Regions from separate parts of the Mus musculus genome. Here regions 2, 3, 4, 5 and 6 are each linked to region 1. Evidence: chromatin contacts called from public Hi-C, HiCAR-type, HiChIP or PLAC-seq and promoter capture Hi-C data. All regions are on one chromosome and are shown on one strand. Each heading gives the region's core, a stretch centred on a gene start, on an enhancer-like site or on the middle of the called end of the contact. The rest is flanking DNA. Distances are from core to core; before and after follow the strand shown.

The links. Promoter capture Hi-C pulls out the DNA fragments that hold promoters and counts their contacts. Hi-C and Micro-C count contacts between places; a contact is called where the count stands out from the background. HiCAR-type assays count read pairs that join an accessible place to other places. HiChIP or PLAC-seq counts read pairs in DNA pulled down with a chosen protein or histone mark.
Region 2: an H3K27ac HiChIP or PLAC-seq map of oligodendrocyte precursor cells shows a contact between it and region 1, with 4 times the contacts expected there. The contact joins the enhancer-like site here to the promoter of 9330188P03Rik in region 1. A contact is called at or near these places in 4 of 39 promoter capture datasets (cranial neural crest, embryonic stem cells and liver), 1 of 15 datasets of contacts at CTCF or cohesin (the NIH/3T3 cell line), 1 of 484 Hi-C or Micro-C datasets (bone marrow-derived macrophages), 3 of 115 datasets of contacts at active chromatin or transcription factors (embryonic stem cells, oligodendrocyte precursor cells and pancreatic cancer cells) and 1 of 9 other capture datasets (embryonic tail).
Region 3: a Hi-C map of neural progenitor cells shows a contact between it and region 1, with 8 times the contacts expected there. The contact joins the enhancer-like site here to the promoter of 9330188P03Rik in region 1. A contact is called at or near these places in 4 of 39 promoter capture datasets (the 3T3-L1 cell line, cranial neural crest and embryonic stem cells), 8 of 484 Hi-C or Micro-C datasets (the C2C12 cell line, the N1E-115 cell line, adipose-derived mesenchymal stem cells and 5 more) and 1 of 115 datasets of contacts at active chromatin or transcription factors (neural progenitor cells).
Region 4: a HiCAR-type map of astrocytes shows a contact between it and region 1, with 2.1 times the contacts expected there. The contact joins the enhancer-like site here to the promoter of 9330188P03Rik in region 1. A contact is called at or near these places in 4 of 39 promoter capture datasets (cranial neural crest, hippocampal neurons and liver), 1 of 484 Hi-C or Micro-C datasets (nephron progenitors), 4 of 115 datasets of contacts at active chromatin or transcription factors (astrocytes, embryonic stem cells and trophoblast stem cells) and 2 of 9 other capture datasets (embryonic stem cells and embryonic tail).
Region 5: a contact with region 1 is called in a promoter capture Hi-C map of cranial neural crest, with 2.5 times the contacts expected there. The contact joins the enhancer-like site here to the promoter of 9330188P03Rik in region 1. A contact is called at or near these places in 6 of 39 promoter capture datasets (cranial neural crest, hippocampal neurons, liver and 2 more), 2 of 484 Hi-C or Micro-C datasets (bone marrow-derived macrophages and nephron progenitors), 2 of 115 datasets of contacts at active chromatin or transcription factors (embryonic stem cells and trophoblast stem cells) and 1 of 9 other capture datasets (embryonic stem cells).
Region 6: a contact with region 1 is called in a FOXA1 HiChIP or PLAC-seq map of pancreatic cancer cells. The contact joins the promoter of Ndfip2 here to the promoter of 9330188P03Rik in region 1. A contact is called at or near these places in 1 of 484 Hi-C or Micro-C datasets (forebrain) and 2 of 115 datasets of contacts at active chromatin or transcription factors (bone marrow-derived macrophages and pancreatic cancer cells).

Annotation. Positions count from the first base shown.
Region 1 is chr14:105,588,269-105,593,053 of GRCm38.p6, reverse strand. 9330188P03Rik (RIKEN cDNA 9330188P03 gene) reads right to left here and starts at 3,505. Exons shown (of 3, transcript NR_102319.1): 1 at 3,381-3,505; 2 at 1-362.
Region 2 is chr14:105,920,638-105,925,629 of GRCm38.p6, reverse strand. No RefSeq gene overlaps it. Among named protein-coding and RNA genes, the nearest start is that of Spry2, 26 kb to the right of the region's middle. Within about 2 kb of position 2,484, at least 135 of the 459 cell types and tissues checked have an H3K27ac peak or open chromatin away from gene starts, as enhancers often do. A contact at or near this core is called in the NIH/3T3 cell line, bone marrow-derived macrophages, oligodendrocyte precursor cells and 1 more, where this site is marked.
Region 3 is chr14:105,325,643-105,330,599 of GRCm38.p6, reverse strand. No RefSeq gene overlaps it. Among named protein-coding and RNA genes, the nearest start is that of Gm24207, 51 kb to the right of the region's middle. Within about 2 kb of position 1,964, at least 217 of the 459 cell types and tissues checked have an H3K27ac peak or open chromatin away from gene starts, as enhancers often do. A contact at or near this core is called in the C2C12 cell line, the N1E-115 cell line, cortical neurons and 3 more, where this site is marked.
Region 4 is chr14:105,848,963-105,853,921 of GRCm38.p6, reverse strand. No RefSeq gene overlaps it. Among named protein-coding and RNA genes, the nearest start is that of Gm41239, 29 kb to the right of the region's middle. Within about 2 kb of position 2,406, at least 61 of the 459 cell types and tissues checked have an H3K27ac peak or open chromatin away from gene starts, as enhancers often do. A contact at or near this core is called in astrocytes, embryonic stem cells and trophoblast stem cells, where this site is marked.
Region 5 is chr14:105,869,182-105,874,278 of GRCm38.p6, reverse strand. No RefSeq gene overlaps it. Among named protein-coding and RNA genes, the nearest start is that of Spry2, 25 kb to the left of the region's middle. Within about 2 kb of position 3,843, at least 24 of the 459 cell types and tissues checked have an H3K27ac peak or open chromatin away from gene starts, as enhancers often do. A contact at or near this core is called in nephron progenitors and second pharyngeal arch cranial neural crest, where this site is marked.
Region 6 is chr14:105,256,594-105,261,316 of GRCm38.p6, reverse strand. Ndfip2 (Nedd4 family interacting protein 2) reads right to left here and starts at 2,694. Exons shown (of 8, transcript NM_029561.5): 1 at 2,315-2,694. The coding sequence starts at 2,644.

The DNA.
Region 1 (4,785 bases), core at 2,256-4,755:
TGTGAGGTCATACGTGCATCTGCTCTGCTATGTCTGGAAGACATTCTTTCTTTGAAACCATCCATTGCTTCTGATTCTTACAATCTTTCTGCCTCCTCTTCTATGTAGACACGTTAGCTTCGAAATGAGGGATATAATATAAACATGTCACGTAGGATTCAGGGTCTCAAGGTCTCCTTTTCTCTGAGTGTTGATGAGCTGTGGGTTTCAGTGTTGACTGACGTCTACCACAAGAAGCCTCTGTGCAGGAGGAGCATCACACTGATCTAAAGTTCTGCTTCCAACTCCAGGTTCAGATTCCAAGTCTCAGATTGTCGTGGTGGGTGGGGCAGCTCCAGCTAAGAATTCTAAATCACAGCACACTCGATGGAAACAAACAAATAAAAAAAATTGAAGAACTATGGTTTACAAGTTTGGAAAGTTATTTTCATGTGTGTGTGTCTGTTTGTCTGTCTATAGGGTACATGCAGGCTGAGGCAGATCTACCTGGAGCTGGATTAAGCTGTAGGATTTGGCTGCTGGGAACCGTTCATGGATCCTCTGCAAGAGCAGCTTGTGCTTGCACCCATGGGGCCACCTCTCTAGCTCAGGAGAAGCCGTTTTAATGACCATTGGCAACATTAGTCTCAGGACACACACCGTGGAGAGAGGTGGAAATTTGGATCTGTTTGGCTATGTTTCTAAAGTGGATTTAAACAACCCTGCTTTGGGACATTGTGTTCTGTTACAGATCAAGGCATCAGACAGAATATTAGAGGAGCAAGCACATGCTAAGAATTAGGGTCCTTTTGCAGATGGTAAGCAAGACATCCACCATCCCCTCTGTGTTCCCAGCTGAACATCTTTTCATATGATTATCTTTCTGGGGAGGGGACTCTGAGACAAGTAACTTTGCTCCCAACGTTTCTGAGTTCTTATCCTTTAAACCAGTCCCAAGTAGGAACACTTAAGCACTAAGGCAATTACGGTGATGTCCTGAGGTATCAAAATCTGTTCCCAGAACCACCTTCCTGTGCAGATAGTAACAGCTATGGTGAGTGACACAGTAGGTGTGTGTGTGTGTGTGTGTGTGTGTGTGTGTGCGTGTGTGCGTGCATGTGCCTGTGCATGCGTGTGTCCTGTCAGGAAGGGAAAAACACTTGTAAAAGTCTTCCAAACTGAAAAAGGATCTGTGAATAGGCCTTTATGTAGGATATTTATGGGGATTTTGGTTTGTTTTCTGATTCTGTTTCAACTTTTAAGGAGTACCGTTAATGTGATTAATTAGCAAGAATTTATTGACTTGAAAAATCTCGACAGCCAACTATATATGATTTTTTTTAAATGTATTTTTTCAGGTGAAACTATAAACTGGAGGGCTAATTAAGACCTGCTGTTTCCTGAGACCTGGTGTGCACTGCGTCAGGAAGGAGAGGCTCAGGCAGTTTTACCTGAGGAGTCCCATGTAATCTTTTGAGAAAACCCCAATGTTCGATCCGTTCCCTCCAACACAGTCTCTACTTAAGACCCTCAGTGGATATAGACTTAAGTCTACCATAATCGTGAAGGGCAGCTGTGGAACTGGCTTTGGGAAAACTCAAGCCAGCGTGAGCCTCATACATACAGGCTCCAGCCAGTATCTCCAAATTGATAGAAACACCCCTGTAGGTCATTCGGTTTCTGCCTTTTGACATTTCCTTACTGTGCCCTCTGTCTGCTCTGCTAAGGGTGGAGACGGGTGCAGCCGCTCGTAGGGACTAGAATAACAGTGCAGAAACATGTGAAAGGTGAATTCTTGAGGCGAGAGATGGCTTGAACCAGCTGACTTCTCACTAGCTCCCAGCTTATCTGTCTTTATCAGGAGAAAAAAGAAATCTTTCTTTCCTAATGTCACCTTCTCGTTAAATAGTTCCAGAGTAGAGTTTAACTGCAAGAATGAAAGAAATGAAGAAAAGAAATAATAAACATGCCAACGTATTTTTAGGTTGGTGACATATTCGTGTGGCTTATCACCAAATGTGACAATCCTGTGGTGGCAAATCTCCCAGTCAAAATAATACGTGATAAAAAAAAAAAACTCTCTTCAAAGAAACTTCCAGTGTTTCAAAGTAGAAAATATGAACTGCTTACAACGTAAACACAAAAAAACAATATCCAGGTTAGATATTTTGAATTGATGTCTCCACTAATGTTTTAAAACTATACACCAGTAATTTTAAAATCTGTATTTTCTAAAAATTATACTCTATGAGGAAAGTTCAGCCCCACCCTACGGGCCAAAAGGGTGGCTTAGCGGGTAAGAGCACAGAGCACCCAGGTTGGATTCCCAGCTCACACATGGTGGCTCACAACCATCTGCAACTCCAGTTCCAGGGATGCTGACAATCCCTTCTGACTCCTTGGGCAGAGACACATGGAGCACACACGGAACACACATACACATGGAGCACACACATTCATGCAGAAAAAAAAAACACTCATACATGTTAAATAAGTAAATCTGGTTGGTTGGTTTTTAGAAAGACTGGTTTGCTGTGTCTATCTTGATCAAGAAGCAAGATGCCTGCTTCAGATAGTGTGCTACACACCAAGTCAAATGGGACGACTTAAAGTCCTTTTACAGTCTCTGAGTATCACCCTGTAGCTTTCAACCTGACAGACCCCAAATTCTGAGCTCACAGGAAACATCCAACACAGAAGTTCCATTTTCCAGCTCATGGTAGAGTCTTTCTCAACTGAAAGTCCTCTTCTCCTTCCTAGTGCTGTGCAGTGTAATGGTTTGGTAGCTCATTGCTTCTAAGAATCTTTCACCTTTTCCCACTGGTATCCTCTTGCCTTGCCAATCATCCTGAGACAGGCACATGTGGTCCTCTCTTCTGACAAACAACATGGCTGCCCTGGCTCCCCTCTGGTACCTTCTTGTTTCATCCAAGACCAGGCTGAACGTTTTCTCCCAAGCTGAAAGCCCCGGGCCACATAAGGGCAAAGCAGCCACATCAGAGCTGCTCCTGGTACCAAGGAAAATTATTTGCCCCAAGAGGCAAACACAGCCCAGGCAGTGTCCAGGGTATCAATCCCTCTCTTCTCTGTTATAAAAGGTCCTATTGTAGAGACACAAATCATTCAGAGATGGCATAGACAATGTCTAATCAGTTAATAGCCACTGCGCAGCCGCTGGGGACTGGCCCCAAACTAGATGCCGCCTGTAACCTATTCACTGGAAGAAAGCAGGACAGAACACAACTCGCACAGATTTATATTCATTTCTCCTTTTAGCTCAGGACACCCGGGCAAGCCTGAATCCTTTGAACAACAGTAGACAAAGGCAGCCGTAATAGAGATGAGAATACTTTTTATCTCCGGGCAGCAAGGTGGCAGATAAGTCCCAGTGGGTTACTCACACTGGTCGAAGTTGCGTCCCTGCTTCTGTCATGAATCACCGCTTTATGGAGTTTACGGAATCTCTGAGATTCTCCTTCCTTGTTTGTGAAACAAAAATGACGACGATCTACATCACAAGTCCTGTAAAGCACTGCAGCCTGCGGAAGTGCCGGATACTTTATGAGGCGTGCTGATGACACTCGGCCGTATTTGCTCTCCCCACGCCCCGTGTCTAAAATTAGAAGCCCTCGTCAAAAGTCTCTTGCGTACAGTATCCTGTTTAGCCCTCGCCCAAATCCCACCCACGTACACTTGAACTCGTGAACAGCACGTCAGGCCTTTGGGTTTGCTTTCTGAAACATAATTGAGAAAATCCTCTCGGTTTCTTGAATTTAGCTCTCCTCCCTGGCAAGCGTTACAAAAAATACCTGAAGCTGTGAAAGGGTTAATTTTATTCCCGTGTTCCAGATGTCTTCAGCACCTTGACTTTGGTAATATATTAAGAACAGTAAGTCTTTCTAATGAAAGTGAAAGGTATGCATTGTGTTGAACTGGGCCACTTTCCCCTGAAGCAACGCTGCTTCTTGGGACAGCATCCCGCCATGTTCTACAGGGTGAGATATGGCTGTGCTCAGGTTTACCCTGTGCTGGCACATTTTCAAGCAACTGAAATTGGTATCCAAGCAGTTAAAACTACATCAGCAGTAATAGCTATGAGCTCATCTTGTATAAAGACATTTTTAGTTAAACACCACAATCTTGGGGTGGGGGGCGGCGAGTTAGTGTGCTTAACCAGGCTGGCTTGGAATAGCTCACAATATGACGCATACCACAGGAAATCGAGTGGTATGAGGCACCTACAAAATATTTTTCAAACAAGTCATTGACGCTGTAAGGCCCATGCCTCAGCTTTAGGAAGTCACTTATTAAGAATCAACACCAGCCGTGCCAAGCTAAGCTTCTGCTCTTGGTGATTTTCCAATTGAATATTCAGGGCCCTGTCTCAGTCTTGTTTTCGGGGAAGTACATGCCTGGAATGTTAGCAAGCTATTTGCTGGAAAAAATGCCCACAACAGACCCAATGTTGATCACATTAATGCGTTTGAGTGGGTATAGAGTACAAATGATTGAAAACGCTTCCAGATCCCCGTTACCGGGGACAAAGCAGCCTCTGTTCTCTGATCCGATGGTCATTTTTTTTCCAGCAGAGGATGTGGTGCAGGAAGAGGGAAGAGTGCCAATCTCTGTCTAATGGTTCCAAATAGGGCCTGGGCCTAGCTCTTTGGATGCCATCGATGAGTGGGAAATGAAACGCAGATGGGTCAGATGGGTAAGGAGAGGGGATTACAGGTCAGGCCAAAGAGTTGGAATAAATTAAGTGCTTATGAGGTACAGAATGGTACATTGTTTAAGTGAATGGACAGG
Region 2 (4,992 bases), core at 1,235-3,734, 330 kb before region 1:
CAAGCAGTCATTAATCAATCACACCTGAGCTGTACTTTACATGTCCCTGTGCACATACCACACATACATACACATACACACATATATATGCCACATACATGAACACAGACTCATACAGGCACACACATATGCACACACACGCACATTCATATACCACATACACACATGTGCACACACATACACACACTCATGCACACACACACACACAGACACACATCTTCATATACCACACACACACACACACACACACACACACACACTGGAATGAATGATGAAAACACCAAATTATCAATAACTAGTTATACAAGGTTATCTTTAACAAAAAAAAAATTTTTTTCAACAAAATAAAATTGTTGTATTTTGAACTGGGCATGGCGATACACACCTGTAATCCCAGTACTTAGGAGGCCGAGACCAGCATGGCCTATATAGTGAGACTGTACCCAAACAGAGGAAAATATGGGGGAGAAATAATTGCTACATTTTATGCTCTACTTAACATAAGAAAGGAAATTCACTTAAAATATGACAGTAATCTAGGCCTGCTTCAGCATCACTACTAAATATTAGGGGAAATGTTACCAACTAACCTAAAACTTTCTGTCAGGAGAAACGTCTCTGTCAAAACAATATGTAAAACACACACAAAAATCAGAATTTTCTTTGCTATTATTCTATCCTCCCAAACTGTCCCAGTAGAGCCAGCAGAGGGAGCACAACCATTGTGGGTTTGAATGTGTGCCTTTAAAAAAAAAAAAAAAAAAAAAAAAGCCTTTTCTCCTGGATTTTCAGATCCTTTATCATGATTGACAAAAATGATAAATCACAAATATTATTTGCCACTGGTAAATTGTCTCAAAAGTCACTTTTATTGAACAAGTGTCAAAACATTTTCTTTATTCACATTTTAGTTAAAAAAAAAAAAAAGTAATGCATGTCTGGTATAAAGGCGAAACAAACCCGGGGGAAAAATGCTTACAAAGTTAATAATCTACCTTCTATTCTGATCCATATTATGAACAGACTGGAATGTGTCTTATAACTTATTTTTAAAAAGTATATGTATATGTGAATATATGTCCTATGTGGATCATCTCTGAGTGTTTCCTACCCAATATCGAATAACGTCTTTGGGAGGAAAAATGAAATAAGCACAACGTTAGGACACGTAGTATAAGTACTTCCTGTGCAGAGCTCAGGAGTTCAGCCCTGCCGTGCAGGTGCTGCGGTCCACATGGAAACGGTGCGCATGCGTGATGCATGGGGAGCCCGTGTGCAGGTCCCTTCCTGAGATGTCATGAGGAAGACGAGGTAAACTGATTTCTAAGTCACGATTGATATTGCTAGTGTCTTCATAACACAAGATAGCAGCAATAAACTCAACCGCTTAAAGGGGGATTTTTTTTGTTACGTGAAATTAAAATACATTCTCGAATTTTTGGAATATTTTATAAATTCTAATGCAATGGAATGATCCAGTGTTTCTCTCCCAGGTGCACTGAGCCTACTTTCATTGTTTAACCAAAGGAAGGTAAAGGCTACAGGTATAGATATGATACTTTCTCCCACACAACAGGAAGAATCTTTCAATTTCTCGATGGTTTCCATCCTGTCCAATCCCTTTGCAAAGAGCTCCGGATAAATACGCATCCTAGGATATAAAGACACCAAAGTCCAGAGACCCTGCTTGCCAACGCTACCTCTGTGAATTCATTTCTGAACCCAGGGAATTTGCTGAAGCCAACACACCATGACTTGCTATGCAGTCCCATCACTCAGTTGATCTCCTTATTTGTCTCGGTGCCTACTAGACACGTTCTTGACTAATGCCAGTTGCTGTTGAACTTTGACCCCATATAAGTGTTAAGGTCTCCCACGTAGAAGAAGGAAATCTGCAGGAAGAGGATGGTGATGTGGGCAAATAATAACAATAACAACAACAATAATAATAGGGGAAACTGGAAGGATGACGGAAGGGAAGACCTTATTTACATGACTACAACATATTCTTTTTGGAGGTAAAGAATGTAATTAGTGAGCTGTGATTTCCTTCCCATCTCCTGAGAACAGAAAAGACCGTCTGTCTCTTGTGGTGGTTGTAATTTGCGTTTCGTTATGTTTTCTTTGCTAAGGGCTTTCAATGTTCAGAAAAATGTTCGAGTTACTGCACTTTGTAATAAAGTAAGAGGACACAGCACCGCGGTCCTCATTCCTCATTGACACAAACCAAGGAACGGGATGTCCAAAGCCTGGCTCAATGTCACAGGAAAGGCTGTTGCCGAAGTAGAGGTGGGCCCCCCCCCCCCCCCCCGAGAGCCCTTTAGGTTATCCACAAAATCAACACAAGCAGTCTAGATTTGTTATCTCGCCCCTTTCTGTCTCAGGCTGAGTGACAAAGAGTGCTTGGTGAGATACTGAGTAAGACTGACAACACAGGAAGTCCATTCTGGGGGCAAGCTGTGTGAGTGGCAGCCAAGCAGGAGGCCAGGAGGCAAGTCTGCGCACAGCTCCTTTCTCCCTAGCTCACCCCTACATGTGGCCCAGAGGCCGCAGTGATCCAGAAAAGGAGATGCTAAGGCCACGGAGGTTCCAGCTGCTTTGAAATTCACCGAACCAGTCCATTTCTAAGCATCTGTTAGCAAGAGGAAGCTGTGACTCAATGGGGGTGAAATGAGTCATCTAGACGACAGAGCCCTCGACATTTCCAAGTCGTTTGTGTGTTAATTCACAGATAATTTATATCCTTATTTATAAACTATGTTTAGAAACCGTCCAAGCGTTCAAGGAATCCTTTCTGACACAGTAGTGTGTTCAGTAAATCCAGTTCTTTCAAACATGTTAATACAGTTCTCAAGAATTCCTCCTAGATAGATCACATTTGAGCCTCAAATGTTGAACCTGAGGAGAAGTTATATCCAAACAGTCTCAGAGTGAACAACGGCCATAGGAGGAAGAGCTATTCATATGGAAACCACACCCACTGCTGAACTCACTGTTAAAACAGTCCGGGGGGACACTGTGAGTGTACAAAGTACACTGACCTAACCATGTGGCACAAACTTTGACTTATTTGTGCTACCACAGCAGTGTACTTCCCTGCAAATACAACAACAGTGATTCTACTGCAAACGGAATTTCACCGTCTTCCTGTAGACATGCCTTTCATGACAAGCATCTAGTCACGGATAACCTCTAACCAAATCAGGAAGAAAAAGAAATTCATCGGTAATTAGACACTAAACATCCCACTACTCCATCCATCATTTCTCCTCTACTACTGAATCATGACAAACGATACTTCTAAACAATGATAGTAATCAAGGTATGTTGTACAATGGGATATTAATAACCTTAGAATTAATTTTAAGATGAGCTGCTTATGTTTAAATGATTTGAAATATATATAGTATGTAAAAATCAGAGGCCCTAAAGTATGTTTCTTTCTTAACTCTTATTGTATACAAGATATGAAAACCCTAATTTCTAGGAAGGCATTCTATGATTTATTAGAAAATATCTTGTCATATTTTTAAAAATTTTTAGAATAACTTCTATTATGGTTCTCATTAAAAATGGATCCTTTTCTCAATACTAGCTATTTATAAAACAAAGAAACACACTAATCATTACAGAAGAGAATTCTTTTTATATCCTGTGTCCCTTACAGATGTTTAATCATTGGCAAAGAAATCAGAGGCTAGCTGCTCTTATCTGGAGAGTAAACATATCCAAGGAGGAAGATAGACACACAAGGACCCCCAAAGAGACTGAAAAGTTGCAAATTGTTTTTTCTGAAGAGAAAAGATCTCCTCTATGGTGGCAAAGACTCTAGCATGGAGTTCCTAAATCAAGAGACTGAAGAAAAACTACTGGTCTCATCAAAACTCCAAAAAAAAAAAAAAAAAAAAAAAAAAAAACGGGCTCTCAGAAGAAACAAATGCGGTAACATCCGAAGCCCCCATCAAATTGCTGCAGAACCTTAGAAAAGAACTGGTACCTGTAAAATCATTGAGCCAATGGACCAATGCTTTAGAAACTGCCCCCACCCCCACCCCACCCCCACCCCCGTCATCTTCCTTTCAAAAACAGGGAGAACCGGATAAGGGCCATTTGTTGCAACAAACGGATTGCAAAAATAAACGTTTAAATAAGTGGGGGGGGGGGGGAGGCCAATGGACGTCTAGCATTATAAAGAGGAGTGTTTAGCTTTTAAATCATCCAAACTGCTTTGCCAAATTTTGACATGCTTGGTTTCCTGTAGTTAAAAAAAAAAAAAATGAAAAAAATGAAATCTCTCTCTCTCTCTCTCTCTCTCTCTGCTTTGAAAAAAAAAGTGAGGAAAAATAAGCAGCTGTTCCTTGTATAGTTCAGGAAACGAGTTTGATTTATTACTTTAAGGTTATTTTTGAATGAGCTGCCCGTGGCAGGCAGAGCGCAGAAGTCACTGAGGCCTGTCCACTTGAAGGGCTCAAACTGTTTCCCGAACAGCCCTCCTTCACTCCTCACCTCTGAGGGCCATTATTGACAACGTGTGACTGGGGCCTTCCAGGATTCTAAAACAGCAGGGGTCCCGGCTAAACAATCGGGCTGCCAATTACCTTTTCCCCTGTTGTGAAAGAGGGGCCCAGGACAAAGCAACTTCTCAGCGGGGTGCTGTGCAGCTCGGAGTTTCTAACCCACTCTTGCCCAGCTCAGCATTGAAAACCCAGTAAATGGTTGGTGCCTTCACTTTTGTCTGTGTGTGTCAGTCCGAACCAGAATTGCCGTAAGGTGAGAGCATCTCCCAGGGACCGGTTTCAAATGCTCTCCAGGGCAAACAGATTCTGGACGTTGTTGTCTCAGAACTTCCAAGCAGGTTTCCTTTTCTGAGATCCACACAGACACAAAGAGCCCCGGGGCTCCCAACCCCCTTCTGCGGGCTTGTCCCGCCACAACGCCCAGGCTTCCCTTACCTATATTGTGGCTTTAAAAACTTCCTGTGAGCATTGATGA
Region 3 (4,957 bases), core at 715-3,214, 260 kb after region 1:
AGTCCCATTTCATTAACTATAGGCACAGTTCTTAAGGTTAAAACTGAAGGGTCCAAACAAGGCAGAAGAGAAAGCAAACAAGGTGATCTTTTCTAGCTCTTGTAACAGAATATCTAAGATCAGGTAATGTAAAAGACGTTTTCTCTCATAGGTTTACAGGCCCTGTCAGATTGGCATAGTGAGGGTCTACTGCCTGGTTTACAGATTCCTATCTTCTCTCTGTGCCCTCACATACTGGGAAGGGCAAAGAATCTCTACGAGTCTCTCTTACTTGGCCACTAATCCCATTAACGGATTAGTTATGAGATCGCATTAATTAGGAGCACCCTGCTCTCATGACCAAATTGCCTTCCAAAGGCCTCACCCCTTAATGCTATCATTTGGCAGGTGAAAATTCATCACGTGGATTCAATGCAGTCGGCCCATTACAAAACTGTAGACCATTTCCATGCTTGGTACTTAAAAAGTGCAGGATTTCACTTTCGAGCTTATAACACACCCATTGTACTACTGGTTGTAAAACTTCTACTTGTAGGCAATCAAATCCAACAACACATAAGAACTACCAATGGCCCAAAAGAACCATAAACGTATTCACAAACCTAAGAGAGTTAAGATCTGAGAGAGAACAGTTAACCAAGCCGAGGTGCAGAGGTTCAGAAGGTAGGCAGAAACCATGCAGAGAAGCCAAGCAAAGCTTTTACCAAGCGCTGACCAAACCACCACCACCACACTTGGCATTATACAGGGGCAGTAGGGATCCAAAATCGTATCCTGGTGCTGTGAAGCAAGCAATTGACCCATCAATTCGTCTCCCCAAGCCCTTCTATGGAATTGGCCACAACTGTGCTTCTTCAATTGGTTTGGTCTGGTTTGGCTTGGTTTGGTTTATTAAAACAGGGTCTTTGTAGCCCAGGCTGGACTCAAACTCACTATGTAGCTGTATAAGTTCGAGGATAAACTTGAGTTCCTGATCATCCAGGCCCTACCTCCCAACTGCTGAGACCACAGGCATAGCATATAGCACCGCACCCAGTCCATAGGTGCACTTCCTTACACCTTCATAACTGTTTTCATGAAGCCCAGCTTTTCCCACACTCGTGAAGTCTTGAACTATTGCACAGTGCTTGAAGTTTGAGTTGTGCACAAGCAAGAAGTTTAGAGAAGGGATTGGTCATAGAGTGAAGAGAATCAGAGTACAGTCTGCAAGTCATTATGCCAAGCAAACTGAAGGAGTTTAGTCACAACCTCAATTCCACTAATACTCCTTTATTGGTTCTCATCAGAGACAAGGGGAGAACACAGGCAAAATTAAGATAAAAGCTTCTATAACCTCAATCAGTCACCTCTCTTAGGATTTTTCTCCTCCTCCACTTCCCCCCATTTCCTCTGAGGACATGCATTCCCAACCCTTAAGCTGTCCTGAGAGTTATGCACACTCTACCGCCTTACCCCTCTGGCAGTTTCTCTGAGGTAATAGCATCTGGAGCCAAGGCCAACATAAGAGAGGCCACAGGGGCCATTCCCCGGCAGCACTAAAACCCCCAGAATAGCAAGGTGTGTGTGTGGGGTGGGGGGGTGTTCATTTACTCCCTGTAAGTGGGCCTGTGGTGGGCTTTGGGAACCACATCTGTATGATGTCAAATGTGAAAGATGAAAAACAAGGAGACGAGTTTTGCTCAGCCTCCCCTTTCCCACAATTCCTTTCAGAAATGAAGCAGTTAACGCGGCTCTCCTCCTCTTGGCTGGAGCGTTCATGTTTTATTGGCACTGTTTTATCCCTTGAGACAATGGCAGATTGTTTCTGGTGTGCGCAGAAGGATCTTGTTCTGGCAGGCAGGCTTCCAGTCAACAAGCCCCACATCCTCTGCAAGAAGCCAGCATGTGCTTTGTTCCAACCTGACTGTCAAGTAGCTTTTCCCAGTCAGACTCCCAGCCCAGCCTGCCGGTGTCAGCGAGAGCTCTGACAAAACTGAAACCAAAAACACTCAACAGAGTTTCCAACCCATGCAAACCCAAGCCAGCCCGGTCAGGGAAGGAGGTGGCTACTGAAATCCTTCGGCTGAGAGGCTCTTCACAAGCATGCTCTGCTCACATTACCTGCTTAGAAAAAGCCCTCTTCCCCTCAGACCTTTGCCCTGCTTAGCAGCCTTCAAACATCGAGGATTGGGTAATCCTAACTGCAGCACTCGCTCCATCTTGAAGAGCTGCTCTGCCAGCAAGTAGGGAACAAATTTAAAACAATAAAGAACTCCCTACTTTACTTGAAAAGTCCATCACCACAATCAAAACCACCCTACCCATCCACTCACCCACTCAGGCTGTCTCCTCCTGAGCATCCGCTGCACCGTACCTAGGAAGGAGTCACCCAAGATAGCCACCATGAGTTGCTCTCTAGCGATTAAGAAATTAGAACTAAGAAGTACTAAATACCAAGACTTCCATTCAGCTATAGATCAGAAAGCACAAAATATTTGACTTTATTAGATCTTAACTTTTTTTTTCTAACCTGAGCACAGCACGCACGCTATCATAGAAGCGAGGCAGAGGCAGGACGTCTGCAAATTTCAACCCGTGCTGGGTTACAAAACAAGACCTTATCTGAGAAGAAAAAAATATATATATTGTATAGAGACAGAATTTAAAGATAAGGAAACAAACCAATCAAGGTTAAGGGTCTATCAGTGGTTATGTACTAGGGAAATGATAAAGCTGGTTATTAAAACCCATTTTCCAGTGGAGGAAAGACAAGTCTTTCGGTAGCAAAAGGCTCTCTCCGGTACCTTCAGAAGTTTGCATGACACTTCCTAAAGGTGGCTGTGCATCTTTCTTCCCTCTTTGTGTGTAGATGTATGTATTTATGTGTACTCATTGGAGGGTGTATGCGCACATATGTGGGGGAAGCCAGAGGACAACAGCTATCTCCTACATGGCTCTCTACCTTCTTTCAGAGATGGAGTCTTTCACTGGACATGGAATTTATCCATGGGGTGGACTGGTTGCCTAGCAAGCCCAAGCTTGGAAGCCTATCTCTCCCAAACCTCTTGCTTCTTGTAGTTCAAGACCACAACCAGGGTCACCTCGGGTGGATGGTGCCTTGCGTCTCCTCCTTTGCTCAGCTAGATGATACCCTGATGCGGAAGGAAGCTTTTGAGTAGTTAGTTGCTACAGTGAGTTGGGTTAAGGCCTTGGGGAGATGTTAAGATGGAATAAATGCATCTTGTATGTGAGACATTAATGTGGAGGAGCATGGATGGAATACTAAGGTTTATATGTGTCATTCCAGCCTCTAACGCTGACCATAGTAAAAGGTGGGACCTCGAGAAGGTGATTGGGCCATGGAGGTCCCTTCCTGGAGAATGGGATCAGGTGTCCTCATGATGAGCATGGCAAGGAAAGCCGGTCGTTCCTTACCCTTCAGCCTTCTTCCATGTTAGGGCACGGTAGGAAAGGAGGGCACCAAGCAGATCAAATGTCAATACCCTGCTCTTGAACTTCCTGATCAGCAATAGGCTGTCACAGCAGCACCAATGGAAACACACACTAAGGTATACTGTTCACAATCAAATCAAGAATGGAATGAAGTTGGAGTCCACTGGGCCTTTAGCTGTTCTTTGTCTGTTTGTTTGTTTGTTTTTTGTTGTTTTTTTTCAAGACAGGGTTTCTCTGTGTAGCCTTGGCTGTCCTGGAACTCACTCTGTAGACCAGGCTGGCCTCGAACTCAGAGATCCGCCTGCCTCTGCCTCCCAAGTGCTGGGACTAAAGGCGTGCGCCACGCCCGGCTCTTTGTGTGTGTGTGTGTGTGTGTGTGTGTGTGTGTGTGTGTGTGTGCTGAATGATGGATACAGCCACACATCTGCCCGAGGTGGTGCCCCTTTCACATATTGAAGTGATAACTTTTAAACCAAGTGCTTGGAACTTGATTTAAAAAAAAAAAAAAGGCAAAGAAAACAGTGTGAGGAGATTAATTAGGCCTGTCGACTACTTTGAGAGGCTGGGATGCTTTTAGAACATGGAGCTGAGCTGCTCTGGCTGAGGCGGTATAGGCCTCCCATTTCAGTGTGAGGTTGTGTGAGCAGGTTCTGGAGCAAGGGAAGTCTCCACTGTTTGGTGCACAGCCTGGTTTTAACTGGGGGAGCTTGTGAGGCTTTCTGTCTGTTTATCTAGCAGTTAAGCTGTACTTACCATCTTCAGCAGCATTTGTGTCAGAGGCTGAGACTTCCTTTAGCATCTCTGTTGTTGTTTCCTCTGTTGTTTGTCTTTGGGCTTCCCTGGTGACTTCTTCTTAAATAAAGCAAGGCAACAGCCAAACTGGGACGTAGTGTAATAGATAGATAGATAGATAGATAGATAGATAGATAGATAGATAGATAGATAGATAGATAGTAATATATGTATATATATTGTTGGAAAAGGGATAAAAAAACAGTTCTATCTAATAGCTTTTCTGAATCAATAGTCTCCTTTAAATTGAGCTTTAAGCCTGTAATTGCATTCAGGAAACAAACAAACAAACAAACAAACAAAAATTGCCAGGAGCTCACATCCATACTGGGCTACATAGCAAGGTCCTGTGTTTTAAAAAATAATTAACTAGTCTTAATGTTTAAAAATTAACTAATTAACCAGTTAATTCAAAATTTGGTTTTATGTTACAATATTTTTCTGACAACATTATAACAATACTGTTGACATGTGCTTCATAAGACTGTTTCTTTAATACAAATGAGGAATCTTCCCGGGGTGGCCTGAATGAAAACATGTTCATATATGTTCATGCTTGGTGCTCAGTTGGTGGAACTGTTTGGGAGGGATTAGGAGGTGTGGCCTTGTTAGAGGAAGTGTGTCACTGGGGTGGGCTTTGAGATTTAAAAAGCCATCCTCATGTCCAGTGTCTCTTTCTCTCGACTTCCTGATTATGGGTGAAGATGTAAGATCTCATCTCCTGCTCCAGCGG
Region 4 (4,959 bases), core at 1,157-3,656, 260 kb before region 1:
AGATTTTCTCAGAAGGTTCGGGAAAGTGGAGCAGCAGCTAACAAGCCCAGAGACAGTCTTTTGCACTGGCCACGCTCACATATTGTGAGATCCTTTAAAGGTAGTAGGATACGTACTTATTTTGGGATTCTGGGAGTTAGACCCAAAGTTTCACATACTCTACCATCAATCTCCACACCCTGCCCCACACAATATTTTATATTCCTAAAGATGAAAAAGATGCACATACACACACACACAAAACATACACACACATGTGCACACACAAACACAAAGAATAAATGCAAATTTAAAAATATGTAAAAGAACTTCATGTGATCTCTAACTATTAGAAAATTTTATTAGAGGCCACTTCCACATTTTGTGGATTTTTTTTTTTCATTTTCCTAATTATAATAAAATGCCCAATTAGTTCTCATATAAATGGCCACAAAGTAGAAGGTATATAGATTGATTTTTACACTGAAAAGTGAAGTACTTAAAAATCTTTAACCATTTGGTACTATTATCTACTAACCGTATTTATTCTGAATGCAGATATGTCTTTGCAGAAACTCCATCAGAAGAGAAACACAGTGAAAGTGTGTTATGTACACTGATGCTTCTACAATAACAATAGCTGATGTCACAAGATCTAACTACAGAAGTGTTCAAGTACAAATTCATTTTCACTGGCAGAAACATTATGGATATTGCAGTGATAGAGACTGTCACCAACAGTCACCAGATCAACAGCAATAATGGAATTGACAAACTTTCATATTCAGGAGGCTGCAGTTGCAATTGGGAAATTTTGTTATGGTGAAGAAAAAGAAAGATGTGGCGTTTGTTTTTACACGTTGCCATGACAAACTTCTGTACATTGTAACATCTTAAAAGTCACTCCATTGATTATCACACAGTTCTAGGAAGCAAAGGTCTGGATGGGCTCAGATCTCTCTGAGGTCAGGGTCTTAACAGACTAAAATAAAGTTATTTGCTGGACTGAATTTTTACTTGAGGACAGACTGCTCTTCCAGATTCTTTCAGACTGCTTGCAGGACGCTGTGCTGTTTGTTGCAGACATAGGGCTGGGGTCTCTGTTTTCTTGGCTGGAGGTGGCTTTTAGTTCAAGACTGGACTACCCCTTAGTCACCTCACAAAGCCTCTAACATCTTCAAACCAAGAACTTAGGGTCAAATCCTTTGCAAACTTTGACTCTCTCTTAATTCTTCTTCTTGTGCCACCTTTTGAGAATGTTCTTTGTTTTTGAAGTGTGTGTGTGTGTGTAATTAGTCAAGGCCTTCTAAGATAATCTGCCCTTTTTGAGGTCAATGATTTCATTTAGCACAACTAAGAAGTGACATGCTATCACGTTCAAGATTCCAAGGAACAGACTGTTGATGTACTGGGACCCATCCCAGAGAAAAGGATTAGGTTAACACAATTAGTTTTAAGTCCGTGTCACGTGCACGTACAGAAGGAAAAACTAATAATGTGCTTTAGTAAAGTTTTTGTAAGTTCTGAAGGTATACATTTTCGAAGGTTTGTAACCTAGGTATATCTGTACAAATTATGAGTTAAGAAAAACACTGAAATAAATACAGAGACTACTATATTTCTCTTCTGTGTTAATGCAAGATATTCTTTTTTTTTTTTTAATTTAGTTTTTTGAGACAGGGTTTCTCTGTATAGCCCTGGCTGTCCTGAAACTCACTTTGTAGACCAGGCTGGCCTTGAACTCAGAAATCCACCTGCCTCTGCCTCCCGAGTGCTGGAATTAAAGGTGTGCGCCACCATGCCTGGTTTAACGCAAGATATTCTAAAGGCACTTTGAAATTATACTCTCTATCCAAATGCACAAAATTTTCTACGTGTAACACAATACTGTATCAATTAAATTAAAATTTTCTCTCTTTCATCCCTTTTCTGGGTTTTACTCTTTAACTGCCAGACTGACAAATCACTGTGTGTCTCCTCAACTCAGATCTAAAAGCCAGCAAGGAAAATGATTAATTGGAAGAGCATTTATGCTGATTCTGAGTGCAAGGGCGTCACTGTGTTTGACTCGTTAATTGCAGCAGAATAGGCAGATTTTAAGGAAGTTTGAAGCACGTTAGAGAGCTGTACATTAGGAAGTAGAAAGAGGTAACTGAATCAGACCACTTCAAATGCAAGCAGCAGCATAAACAACGGCCCTTAATATAAACAATAACGTGGATGTTTGTGTACTTCCATGCACACTCCCCCTTGGAGGGCCTGAATCAGGACCTGCCTCCCCTGGTTCTATAGCTCAGAGCTTTGCCTTAGGTGGGGTTGGAAATGCCCTAGAATGGCTCTTTGTTGATTTTCCCTCATGCTAGAGCCTAGTTCTGCTGCAAAGCAAAGTGCTATTGAATTTGCTCACTCAGGCAGAACACTCAACAGGAAGGAAGGAAGCGGCCATTCTTTCTGGTCCTATTGTCTGACCACCCGGCTTAAGCAATCAAACAGCTCTGTGGGTTTTCTTTTTCCTTTTCTTTTTTTTCCCCCTTCTCCTTCTGGTGGGCACTGGGGAGGGGGCACTGGGAATGGATAAAAACTGGCTCTTGGGTTTTCATTCATTTTTGTACAGTTGGAGGGCATCTTTTCATGGCTCAAATTCAGGTATCCATTTTTTTTTTTTAACAGCAAAGTATAGAGGGGGTGAGACACACATGTTTGAAAGTGCAGCCAGTGTGCATGGATGTGTTGGGATTCCCGATGGTTGTATTGTGAAAATAGAGAATATAAGTGTTCTCTTTCACTAATAAAGCCCAAGACCAGTCAGCAGGGCTAAGTGCTGGCTTCAGAGGCTCTGGGCCCTTCTGCCCATTTCTGATCCGTCCTTTCCCTCTGAGCTTGGTTTTCTTTCTTCTTTTGGAACACATAGTCTATAGACAATACTTTGCTCCACACTGTTATATTGCTATCTAGCGTAGAAAGATGTATTTAGAAAAATATGTTGTATTTATTTATGTATTACTCTGTATGTACTCAGAAAAACACATGCTGCTAACTCAATATAGGAAGATGTATTTAGAAAAATATATTACCCTAATAAACAACATTAAGATTCTGAAGGGGAAATGTTGTCAATTAAAATGGGCAACCATGATAAGTCAGGAAGTGAAATAAAGGCTGGTTGAGTAAAAATAATAAATTTATGATGTATTATTTAAATTTCCTTCCCTCTTCTGAAATGATATGTTGCTATGATGTCCAAGTCATTCTGGTACTTCATGTTTAGCTGAGGTTGGGGTGGATCCTCTGACCTTGCCATCTGGAGCACTGGTACTACAAGCATGTATCGCCACAGGTAACAAACAACCTTAGTCTTAAAACACAGTTATCAAAAGGCTGATCCTTCACATCATTTGTTTTGAATGTGAAGTTTAGTGGAAGTGGAGAATATTTAAGATCTTAAAGAGTTATCACAGACCGGGCGTGGTGGCACACGCCTTTAATCCCAGTACTCAGGAGGCAGAGGCAGAGGTAGAAGCAGGTGGATTTCTGAGTTTGAGGCCAGCCTGGTCTACAAAGTTGAGTTTCAGGACAGCCAGGGCTATACAGAGAAACCCTGTCTCAAAAAAAAACCAAAAAAACAAAAACAAACAAACAAACAAAAATATCACAGTTACATTTTATGGGGAAAACGGCACGTGGGGAACATGTGTGGGGAACACGGGCTTGAGGCAGTTTCCAGAAGATGACCACAGTTGTGTGTTACAAACATTAAGAGCCATGAGTTTACCTTGGGTTGTCTGGGCACTCTCTGACAGTCTCTTAGAAAACCCATCACAGTCTTTAATGAGGAATAACTCCATTCGTCAAGTATGGGTGATGGCAGAAGCCTTGGGAGAGAGAGCTGATCATTAAGCCTTAGTGACGTCCACACACTGTCACAGCAGAGGACATGCTCTCATCTGGTTTTTGTAGACACTTTTCTTTCTAGGGACCTTATACAAGGGGAAGCCTAGGGCTGGATTGGCTTACGAGTCGGGATTTCTTGCCTCTCTGTGTCTGTGTGTCTTTCTCTCTCTCCCCCTCTCCCCTCCTTTTATTCCTCTTCCCCCTCCTCCTGCACCTCTGATTTTAGAAAGTACCTCAAATAGCCCAGGCTGGCCTCAAGTTTTGCTATGTAGATAGGGAGGACTTTGACTATGTTGCACCTCCCATGAACAGGGATTATAAGCACACCACCATGTTTGCTGAATGCAATACTCAAAACAGTGGCAACCAAGTGTTCTTGGATATGCATTTTGGGATATATTGTGTTAGAATACAAGTTTTTTTTAAATAGTTATTTGAATTGTTGATTTGAATTTTGTAAAATGTTACTAACTTTGGCTTGGTGTTTGGGCATTATTTCCAACATTTTTGATGTGTCTCTGAATATTGCCCTGCATTTTGTACTACATTCTTATATAAAGGAGAAGTCTCAATACTAATGAAAGGATCAAAATATCAATAAACTTTGAAAAAAATGCTGAAGATGCTCTATATCCTATAGTATCAAGTATTCAGCCAGGATTTAATTCTTTATGGAATAATAAGCAAGCATATCCATCTTCATATACAAATTTACTTTAATCTTTTGTAAATGGTAGATGACATGTGTATCAAAGAATTGTTTTAAAATAATTTTGCAATGGTTTGTTGTAGTAAATGTTGGATTAATGTGTCTATTTTATATGCCTGTATACCTGGGGCTGCATAGCAACTTTTTGGATGAGAAGACCTCACCAGTGGAGAAGCTTCAGAAAGCCTGAACTAGACAGAACTGAGTTGGATGCATCAGGGATGATACTTGCTCATCTTAGAACCGCCCTTTTACTAGCCCAGGTGTGGTGGGTCCCACCTGTAATCCCATTAATTAATAAAAAACACAAGCAGGCTTCATTCTGCTCCTTGTTGTTATCAAGAATGCAAAGCTGGGCTCTGGGTGCCAGGAAAACAGTA
Region 5 (5,097 bases), core at 2,594-5,093, 280 kb before region 1:
TATAGAAGAGAGGGCTCTGACCCTGGCATGACAGCATACCTGTAATTTCAGCGCTCCAAAGATGAAGGTAAGAGAATAATGAGTTAAGTGTAGCAGGACTACTCAGCTAGAACTTGTCCCAAAAGAAAAGGGGGAAGGGCTGGAGAGATGGCGCAGTGGTTAATAGCTGAGAACTGACTGCTCTTCCAGAGGTCCTGAGTGCAATTTCCAGCAACCACATAGTGACTCACAACCATCTGTAATGGAATCCGATGGTGAAGACAGTGACAGTGTACTCACATATATAAAATAAATAAATCTTTTTTAAAAAACAAAAGGGGAGTTCTATCTTTGTAGTAACAACAATACAATCTATCAAGAATACTTTAAAACTTCTATCACTCTATTTTTATATTTTTATTTTTGCTATATCTATTGTAGAGACAATGTGTTAATATAACAATACCTGCACATTTATAACTTATAGTACACTCTAAACTTCAGTGACAGATTGATAAACAAATACATTTAATTATCACCAAGTTAGAGAAAAAAATGAGAACATGACTGAACCAACATGAACCTACACTGGATTCCTTCTACATAATACTGTGCATAATAACACCTAACGTGATGTGTGTGTGTGTGTGTGTGTGTGTGTGTGTGTGTGTGTGTGTGTGTGGTTTGAAAAGTGCTCAGCAAGGGTCTGGGTAAGTGACTCCGTGGGAAGAGTCTTTGTGCATAAGCATGAAGACTTGAGCTCAAATCTTCAGAGGCCATGTGAAAAATTAAAATACCTCCCAAATAGAACGCACAATATTTGTGTGCTCGTTGTTTGTTTTTTTGTTGTTGTTGTTAATTACATGTATTTGGTGGGGGTCTGTGCGTGTGAATGCACACAAGTAGAGATCAGAGGACACCCTGCAGAGCGGAAGCTGGTGATCTCTCCTTCCACTATGTGGAATCTGGGGCTTGAACACAGGATGGAAGCTTGAAGCCCTTACAGCTGCGCCAGCTCCCCTGGCCCAGTCTGCTAAGTGTCATTGAGCTGTTGATTGTCTCTGCAATTCCCAAACTTTGTTCCAGTACTTTTGTGGAGAAGTGTCTGTGCATATTTGAACAACACTACACTATCTTTTCTTGAGCAATTGTAAAATTAACTGCTGTCCCAAGAGTTTTGAGGCCTTCCCTAAGTAAAGGAACTTGCTCAACTTTACTTAATTCCTTCTTAAACACACCTGACCCCAAGTCTAATTTTGAGTTTACAAATTATCTAATTTAATTTAACTAGCTGTTCCAACCCCCATTACACATCAGCACTGAAAAACTGTTTTAATGAAAATGAGTTTACCAACCCCTGCCCCATTAGGAAAATTGGCTTTGAACTAGAGAGAGGGCTCAATGTTTAAGAGCTCTGGCTGCTCTTCCCAAGGATCTGAGTTCTATGCCCAGCACCAACTTGATAGCTCAAAACTGTAACTCCAGTTCCAGGGAGTCTGATACCATCTTCTGTCCTCCAAAGGCGCTGTACACCTGTGGTATACAGATGTACATACAGACAAAACATGTCTTGATTCCCATAGTCTATTGTTAAATATTTAGGTTGAAGTTATGTTTGTTTTTTAGTTTTTGGATTTTTTTAGATTTATTTATTTATTATATGTAAGTACACTGTAGCTGTCCTCAGATACTCCAGAAGAGGGCATCAGATTTTGTTAGAGATGGTTGTGAGCCACCATGTGGTTGCTGGGATTTGAACTCATGATCTTCGGAAGAGCAGTCGATGCTCTTAACCACTGAGCCATCTCGCCAGCCCATTTGTTTGTTTTTAAGGCCATATATAGATACATAGTTTAACACAGGAGTTTTAAAATAGCATTTTAAGAAAATTGTCGTTTTTCTATATACTATGCCAAAATTAGTTCTTTTTCCCCTTTCTATGTACTATTTATTTATTTATTTATTTATTTATTTATTTATTTATTTTCTTTTTAAAGTCAGGGTCTCACCAGATAGTTCAGGTTGGCCTGAGACTCAGAGACTCACTTGTCTTTGCCTCTGCCTCTCCAGCACTTGGATTTAAAGCCACGTACTACCATGTCCCAGCCTGGTTTCCTAAGGTGCAATATGGACTCCAAAACCATTTGAACTTTTCATATTATCTTCCAGTAAAATTCATTTTAATGGACATGTTACATTTTCTTTCAAGAATGTGAACATATTTCAAAATATAACACAGTATCTTTGTGATAAAGTTTATCTGGCATTAATGTAATTCTTCTGCCTGTACATAATGATCAAAGTCAAAGCTTTGGGGAGGAAACCCTTGGGGTATAAGTTCCTGCCCAAAGCAACACTTGCTCTTCGTAAGGAAAATTTGAGTTGAATCTCTGCCTGTCTCCTTATTGATCTCCCACACTGTTAGAAAAGATACCAACACGTTTTAAACTGGAGCACATCTGTTTTTAACAGGTGGGGGAAGCAGGAAGATAGGGGCTGAGGGTGTGGGAGGGGTTTTCTTATCCTGCTGGACTCAACTTCTTAAATTAAGATAAACTTTAACATGCCTGGACTGCCTTTTGCTGAGCATGGATCAAGTATGAACACGGCTGGTGCACACATTTAGTGACAGATTCTCTGGGGTAAAAGTTCAAATTACTGAGAAGAACCCCCACTCTGTGTCTAGCATGGCTGCCTCGCCCCTAACACTGGCACATGGGATCCTCGCTGCCTGTCTTTTGAGAAAACCCTATCTCTGTCCACGAGCCAATAAAAACCTTCCTAAACATTTGCCAGCGTTTTTACAGGAAAACTTTAATTCTTCCTGCAAAGAGCAGCGGACACGAAGGGACTTTTAACATCCCTATTTAGATGGTTACTTGAATATTTCTGGTTGTCTGTTGTCTGTCTGTTTTTACAAGCAAAGTATATCTCATCATTAATGCTTCTTTAAAAAATGTTTAATAAATCAGAAGCAAAATTTAGTGGAAGAACACAGTTAAGCATTTTTAAGAAAGAGCACTATTCTTTAGTGAACACAACTATTTCCAAGAATAACAATTCTTAAGCATTTTTGTTTTTGCTTTAAAAAAAAAAACAAGAGCATAAAAATGTGTCTCATAAATCACTGAGCTGTGTAAATAAGGAAGCCTCAGAGATTCTTGTGGAAGAAAAACACCATTTTTAAATTTATCTACTCGGAAGAACAAACATATTATATCAGAATGCAAATAATTATAAAGTCACAACTAATTTCTTCCTCCATGTTAGGCTTTTGAACAATTTCCAAGTTTTTCTCACCGTAAATATCTATAACTTAAGACCACTCTTTTAATTTACGGGATGAGGAAAGGTATTTTTTCTTCCGAAAAGCTGTCATAACTAGTTTATAAATTTGTTCAAGTTAGAAGCCAGAGTTTTCATAATTAGATGATTAATGAGTGTTTCTTTAGTGTATGGGTCAGGTAGGGGTCTGAGTTAAAGATTTCCTAGGGTCCGTGGGAAGGAAACTCTATCCTCCCATCTCCTTCTCTTGCCTGGGCAAGATGTAGACATTGCTCCCCAGTCCTTGAACGCAGCAGTCATTTGGAGCCCTGACCTGGAAAAGGGCTGAGCCTCACCCTTTCCCACAGAGAGTTTCTGCAAGCTTTCTTCCTCAAACTCACAACTGATACTTGAAACGTGGCTGCACAGAATTCTCCCCAAGGAGTGAGTACACGCGTTCCACACGCTGACCTCTCGAAACACAGCTGCCCCTGTGCTCCTTCGCTCGCCCTCCAAACTTCCTGGAGCAACACTGCTCAGCTGTTACTCCAACTCTCCTTAGCCTGGAATTTCATCTTATTCCTCTCCCCAGATGTAGACTCCTATGTGAATCTCACGTTCTGGGAGAGCCTTTTCCCAGATTCCTCGGCCAGACGTCGGCTGGCTGCCCTAGCCTCTCACAATGCCAGCTTACCTTTGCTACACATTAGATTTTCCCCACAACCCCAGCATCAGTTTATGCTGGCTCCCTCTCTCCCCCTCCCCCTCTCATTCTTTTTGTGTTTTGCCGAACAGTGATTGAACCTAGACCCTTACATATACAAGGCAAGCAAACATTCTATCACTAAGCTACAACCAAAGCCGACTATGATACTTACTTTTTTTTTTTTTTCCTTTTGGTTTTTTGAGACAGGGTTTCTCTGTGTAGCCCTGGCTGTCCTGGAACTCACTTTGTTGCCTCAAACTCATAAATTCGCCTGCCTCTGCCTCCTGAGTGCTGGGATTAAAGGTGTGCGCCACCACCGCCTGGCTCTAACTTGTTTTTTTTTTTTATACTAATCTTTTTATTGATGCATATTAATCATGCATAATAGATTTGATCATGTTATTTCGTACATGTATGTAACTAACGTATTTTGATCACGTGGCTCTTCTTGTCATACCCCCCTCCCCAACCTCCTCCCACAGATCCATTTCCTCTTCCTAAACGATCCCTTCCCCTCATTCCCACCCTCGCCCTACCTTCTTTTTTAAAACTTATTAGGGTTGCTTATGGAGCATGGGTGAAGGATGGTTTACAGGAACATGGATACCTGATAAGTGGCTCCACATTTGAAGACTTCTCTTCTTCCCCAGCAACTATTAACGGTGTGTAACTCCTCAAGGAGTCTTGGTCCTGCCAAGCACCACCTCTCTCTGTGACAAGAAGTTCAGCACTATGTTCAGCATTATGCAGGTTATCACGGTCCTAGCCTGTGGGAAGCCACATGTGCCGTTGCAGAGTGGCATTGACTACTGCTGGCCACCACGCATAAGTTTGGACAAACAACCAATGTGTACATATGCAGTAAAGTTTTTTGCAAAGACACTGCCTGGCCCGGGCATGATAATGAGGCTTTGAGAGTATAACCAATCAGATGTGAGACATGCAAATGAGGTATGATAATGAGGCTCTGTGAGGTACAGAGAGAGAGAGAGAGTAGCCAATCAGATGAGGAACATGCAAATGAGGCATAGTGCATAACCAATCCGGGTGTGAGACACGCCTCTCCTAGGCCTATATAAGCAGCACCAGTTCTGGGCTCAGGGTCTTTTCGCCTCTGCAATCAAGCTCTCCCAATAAACGTGTGCAGA
Region 6 (4,723 bases), core at 1,445-3,944, 330 kb after region 1:
ATTCAGCTGAAAAGAATGAACATTCTTAGGAAACAGGAAAACAGATGGAACTGGGGTGGGAAGGGACACAATATGTTAAGTGAAATAAGCCAGATTCAGAGAGAAAAAGGCATGTTTTCTATCCTAAGAGGAAATGTAGATTTAAATTTATATATACATACGTATGCATATGTAGGACACGAAAGTACAAAAAGGACTTATAAAATCCAACACTTAATATGTTGGCTAAAGCAATAATAAAAGAATAAACCCTTTGGATACCCTAAAGAAAAGAAAATGTCCTGGATAAACTGTATACGTGGATTAAAGACAGTAAGCCATTCTGATCACCAGGCATCACCAGTATGCAGAGCTGAGTTTTAGCTCTTTAAATAAGAGTAAATCCACACAGCACAGTGTTTCTCACCCCTATGTACAGTTCCCTATCTCCTGACCTCATCATCGCTAACAAAGTTGTTTACTGCTCCAGTTTATTAATCATTCTAGAGTTTCAAAATAAGGCCTGACCTAAAGGTAGCCATAAAACAGGCATGCCCATTACATAAGCTAAGCTTCCAGACTGAACCCCAGCTACCGAGTCTACGCAAAACTCAAACTCAGTTGTATCTATGCCGTTTTCCCAGACAAAGCTACTCGCAAAAAAAAAAGGGAGGAGGGCAGTTTATCATCCTAAACACACGAACTTACTATGTAACCACAAAAGTAAAAGAATGAAAATACAAATTTAGACTATAATAAAATTCTCCAATGCTTCTCCCCATAAAAAATAATATTCTATCTAAAAGAAATAATTTATTTAGAATGACTGATTTCTGCCCTCTGCCCTTACAGAGTGGCTCCACCCACTCAAAGTCTTTATAGGACACAGCTTCAGTTTTGAAGGGAAAAAAATGTAGTATTTTATACCTTCTTTCAAAGTTTAGACAAAAGTAAACTCCAACATTATCTGAAGAGATTTTGAGAGAAAAAAATAGTCTCAACTAGTTACCTCCATCAAAAGCAAAAGAGACAATATAATAAATTAAAACTATTAACACTATTTTAAGTATCATCCATGGTTGAGCCCAATAAGGAAAAGCAACCCAAAGAAAGAATTCAAATCAAATTATATCACTTAGAGACACAAACAGAAGTGGGTAAGATTTGAGAAGTAAAACAAGTATCAATGATAAAATTACGTGGCTTTTTTTTTTTTTGCAAACACTTAGAAAGGGAACAATGTCTTTTAAAAAATATAAAGTTACCCAAAGCTGACAACTTGAAAAGCACCTTCAATAAACTGGCAAGATTTCTATTTCCTAAGCCATTCTGAAAATGTTGATAATTTTCAGAAAGTTCATAATCTAAATCACCTGGCCATGCTATAGCAAATAGACACAAATGACAGAGAATTCTTACCAAAGAAAAAATGAAAATTTAAGTCTCTACCACAATCCTTCAGATTTGTCAAAAGGCACAACACACATGCAGACAGACAGAAAAGATGACATATAGGACTAACTGTGCAATCTTATAAACCCGACACGCAATAGCAACAATATGCACAAATGCTTTTCTTCTCTCCCCCCGTAACTATGTTCCACTAAATTATCTAAAAGTTTATAAGTGAAAACGCAATAAAGTAAATATTGCTGACAATGCTATTCACAATATTTATCTCCAATGACATCACTAAAACACACAGGGTGTAAAATACAGAGATTCTGACAAAGAAAATACAGGGCGCATTTCACTCATTAAGCATAGCTGGTGGTTTACATACTTGAGTGATTTTAAAACTCTGTATTAAATGAAAACTATTTCATTTCAAACAAGGTTTGATTTTTTTTTCTAATAAAGCGCTGCACACACGAACACAGGCAAAGCAGGAACAGATTTAAAAAAAAAAGAAAAAAAAAACGATCACTGTAATACTAACACAATGGAAAAGGGCAAAATGACAAGGTTAACTAGAAGAGAGGCACCTTCCCCATCACAGCTCTTCTCTACCCCTCACGCCGGTTGTAGCCCTGCTGCACCCCACTCTATAACCTCACACAATTCAGGCCACCGGTCGGGTCGACTCCCTGACAGGTACCTGCACCCTGCCCCGCCGCAGGGGGACACCACTCACTGCTCACGGGTGTGTGAGTCAGGGAAGAAGGAGGGGAAAGAAAGCCAGCCGGGGTGAGTCGGGGAGCGTCGCCGGGGAGGGGGCTCGGCGGGGCGCTGGCCGTCGACTGCGGCCGGGGGCTGGCGGAGAGGTGGGCTGGGCGGGAAGGGGCCCGCCGGGACGCCCCGAGGCCAGCGTCCTCCCCGGGGCCCGCGCACTCACCACCTGGTAGCGACCAGTCCCCAGCTGGTGGTGATCCATCCTGCCCGCCTCGGGGTCCGGCTTCCGAGCGGGCGTGTCCCCTCGGCGCTCAGCTCCCTCGGCCTCCCGGGTCGACGTCGTCGCCGCCGCCGCCGCAGAGCCTCTTCCGCCGCCTCGGGTTCTGCCGCCGAGGTCGCCTGGCGGGGCCGCTTCACTTCCTGTCGCTCCCTCGGCTCCAGCGGAGAGCTCCGCGTCGCTCGCCGATCGGCGCCGGAGCTCCGGGGAGCCGCGCGCGCTACTGAGCATGCTCGGCGCGGACGCGCATGCTCTCTGGCTCCGCCGGCGTCCCATCCGCCGCCCGGCTCCGGAGGTGTCCCTAGGTGGGAGGAGATGGAAGAGTCAGGCAAGTCCCCGGGAGCCCTCTAGGTTGTCATCTAGTCGACAGTGGGCGGTGGCAACCGAAGCGGAAAAGAAAAAAAAAAAAAAAATCGTCCCACTTGATTGGATTTTCCTGTGAGGGCAGGTTTCACTGTGGGGCGAGAGGATGCATCGTCACTGCGGAGGGTGGAGGCGCTGCATTCCTAGAGCACCTGAGGACAGGTCGCCCTTTTATTAGTCCCCAGCCTAGAGCATCTCAAAGAGATCCATCTCAGGACAGGCCTAAAAAGGCGCTCATTCGAAATCATTAATGAGGTAATGAATTACCAAATACCAGGGACATATACATATACAAAGACCACATATACATATATAAAATCAGCTTTAAAGTCACAGTAAAATTTCGAGGAAGGAAAAAAAAAAGACAGTCTTGCTTCTGAGCACGCGTAGCCTTCCTCAGTAGAACAGCTCATTTGTGACAAATGTTAAACCCATTTGACAGCGTACCATTGTCAATCACTTAGAATCCATAATAGATTGCATTGGAGTTCATTTTGAACATTGTACGTTGTAGGAGTTCTGACAAATATACCCTAACTATTATATATCATACTGAACAGTTTCATTACTCTGAAAATCCTGAATAGGGCTTTACCCTCCTCTTTCTTTTGCCCCCTTGTTTCTAAGAGATTTACAAATTCTTCAAACATATTCTGATGACATACAGAGAAAGAGGCCTTTAGAAATAGGAAATGGGAAGGACAGAAGAAAATAATGAAGTGAGGTAGGATTTTTGTGTGTGTGCTAATAATACTCAGATATTCCTAAGATAATGGTAAAGAATCAGTTTTTGTGGCGCATCATAATACCCTGTGACACCTCTCTCTCCTCTCCTCTCCTCTCCTCCCTCCTTCTTTCTCCTTCTTTCTTCTTCCTTCTTCTTTTTCTTTCTTCTTCCTTCTTTTTCTTTCTCTTTTTCTCCTTTTTCTTCTCCTTTTTCTTTCTTTTCTTTTTCTTTTCTTCTTTTCCTTTTCTTCTTCTTCTCCTTTTCTTCTTCATCTTCGTCTTTGTCTTCTTCTTCCTCCTCCTCCTCCTCCTCCTCCTTCTTCTTCTTCTTTTCTCTCTCTCTCTCTCTCTCTCTCTCTCTCTCTCTCTCTCTCTCTCTCTCTCTCGGCACAGAGCATGTTTCTCTAACAATTAGAAGACTATGGCAGACCAGCAAAAGGTACCTTTTAACCCAAACATCTGCTTCTTGTACCCTGAGATCTGTGGCCCTACTCGATCTGGCCCAACTGTTCTTTTTAAGATAATCAAGCCCTTTCCCCATAACTGTTCTTACTATGGAGATCTCCTGGGGATCCGGGGAGGGAAACCTGGAGACCATCTCTCACTTTGCTTCATACATGTGCAGATGAGATTGCCGAAAGAAAGGAAGCCAGATGAGACTGGTACAACTGGCCAGATCCAACAAAGTTCAATAAACTTTGTATAGTTGTAGCTAGAAAAGTTAAGTCTTTCTGATATTTTTATTTTTCAGATGATTTATCAGATCTCTATTAGGATCATCTTAAAATATCTAATATTAGCATTGCCAGACCAGAAATAATAAAAAGCAATTGGTGTTGTCATACCTAATTTTCTTCATGTGTTCCAATGTAGTATATTTTAGATCCTAATTTAATCGATATTATTAGCACAAGTGCCAACTCCTTACAGTATCATCCTGAATAGAATTGCCTTTCATGAGCTAAACAACACCCAGTGTTAGCAAAGAAAAATTAGATCCCAATATAACTTGTTATTATAAAGGTAATTTAGAATTGAATTCCTGTGCCCTTTTATTTTCATTAGCTGTGTAGGTTCACTTGTCTCTAAATTTTATTACTTCTAAGAAAAAGAGGCCATTAAAAATCAGAGACCTGACTCAAAACAGACACCCCGAACCCTGGGTTATATCAGCTCTTCCATTCTACCCACACCCAGGTTCTCTGACTGTTTCTACTCTCACAGAGCAGATGGCATGATTCAATGACACAATAGATTTTCAGTGAG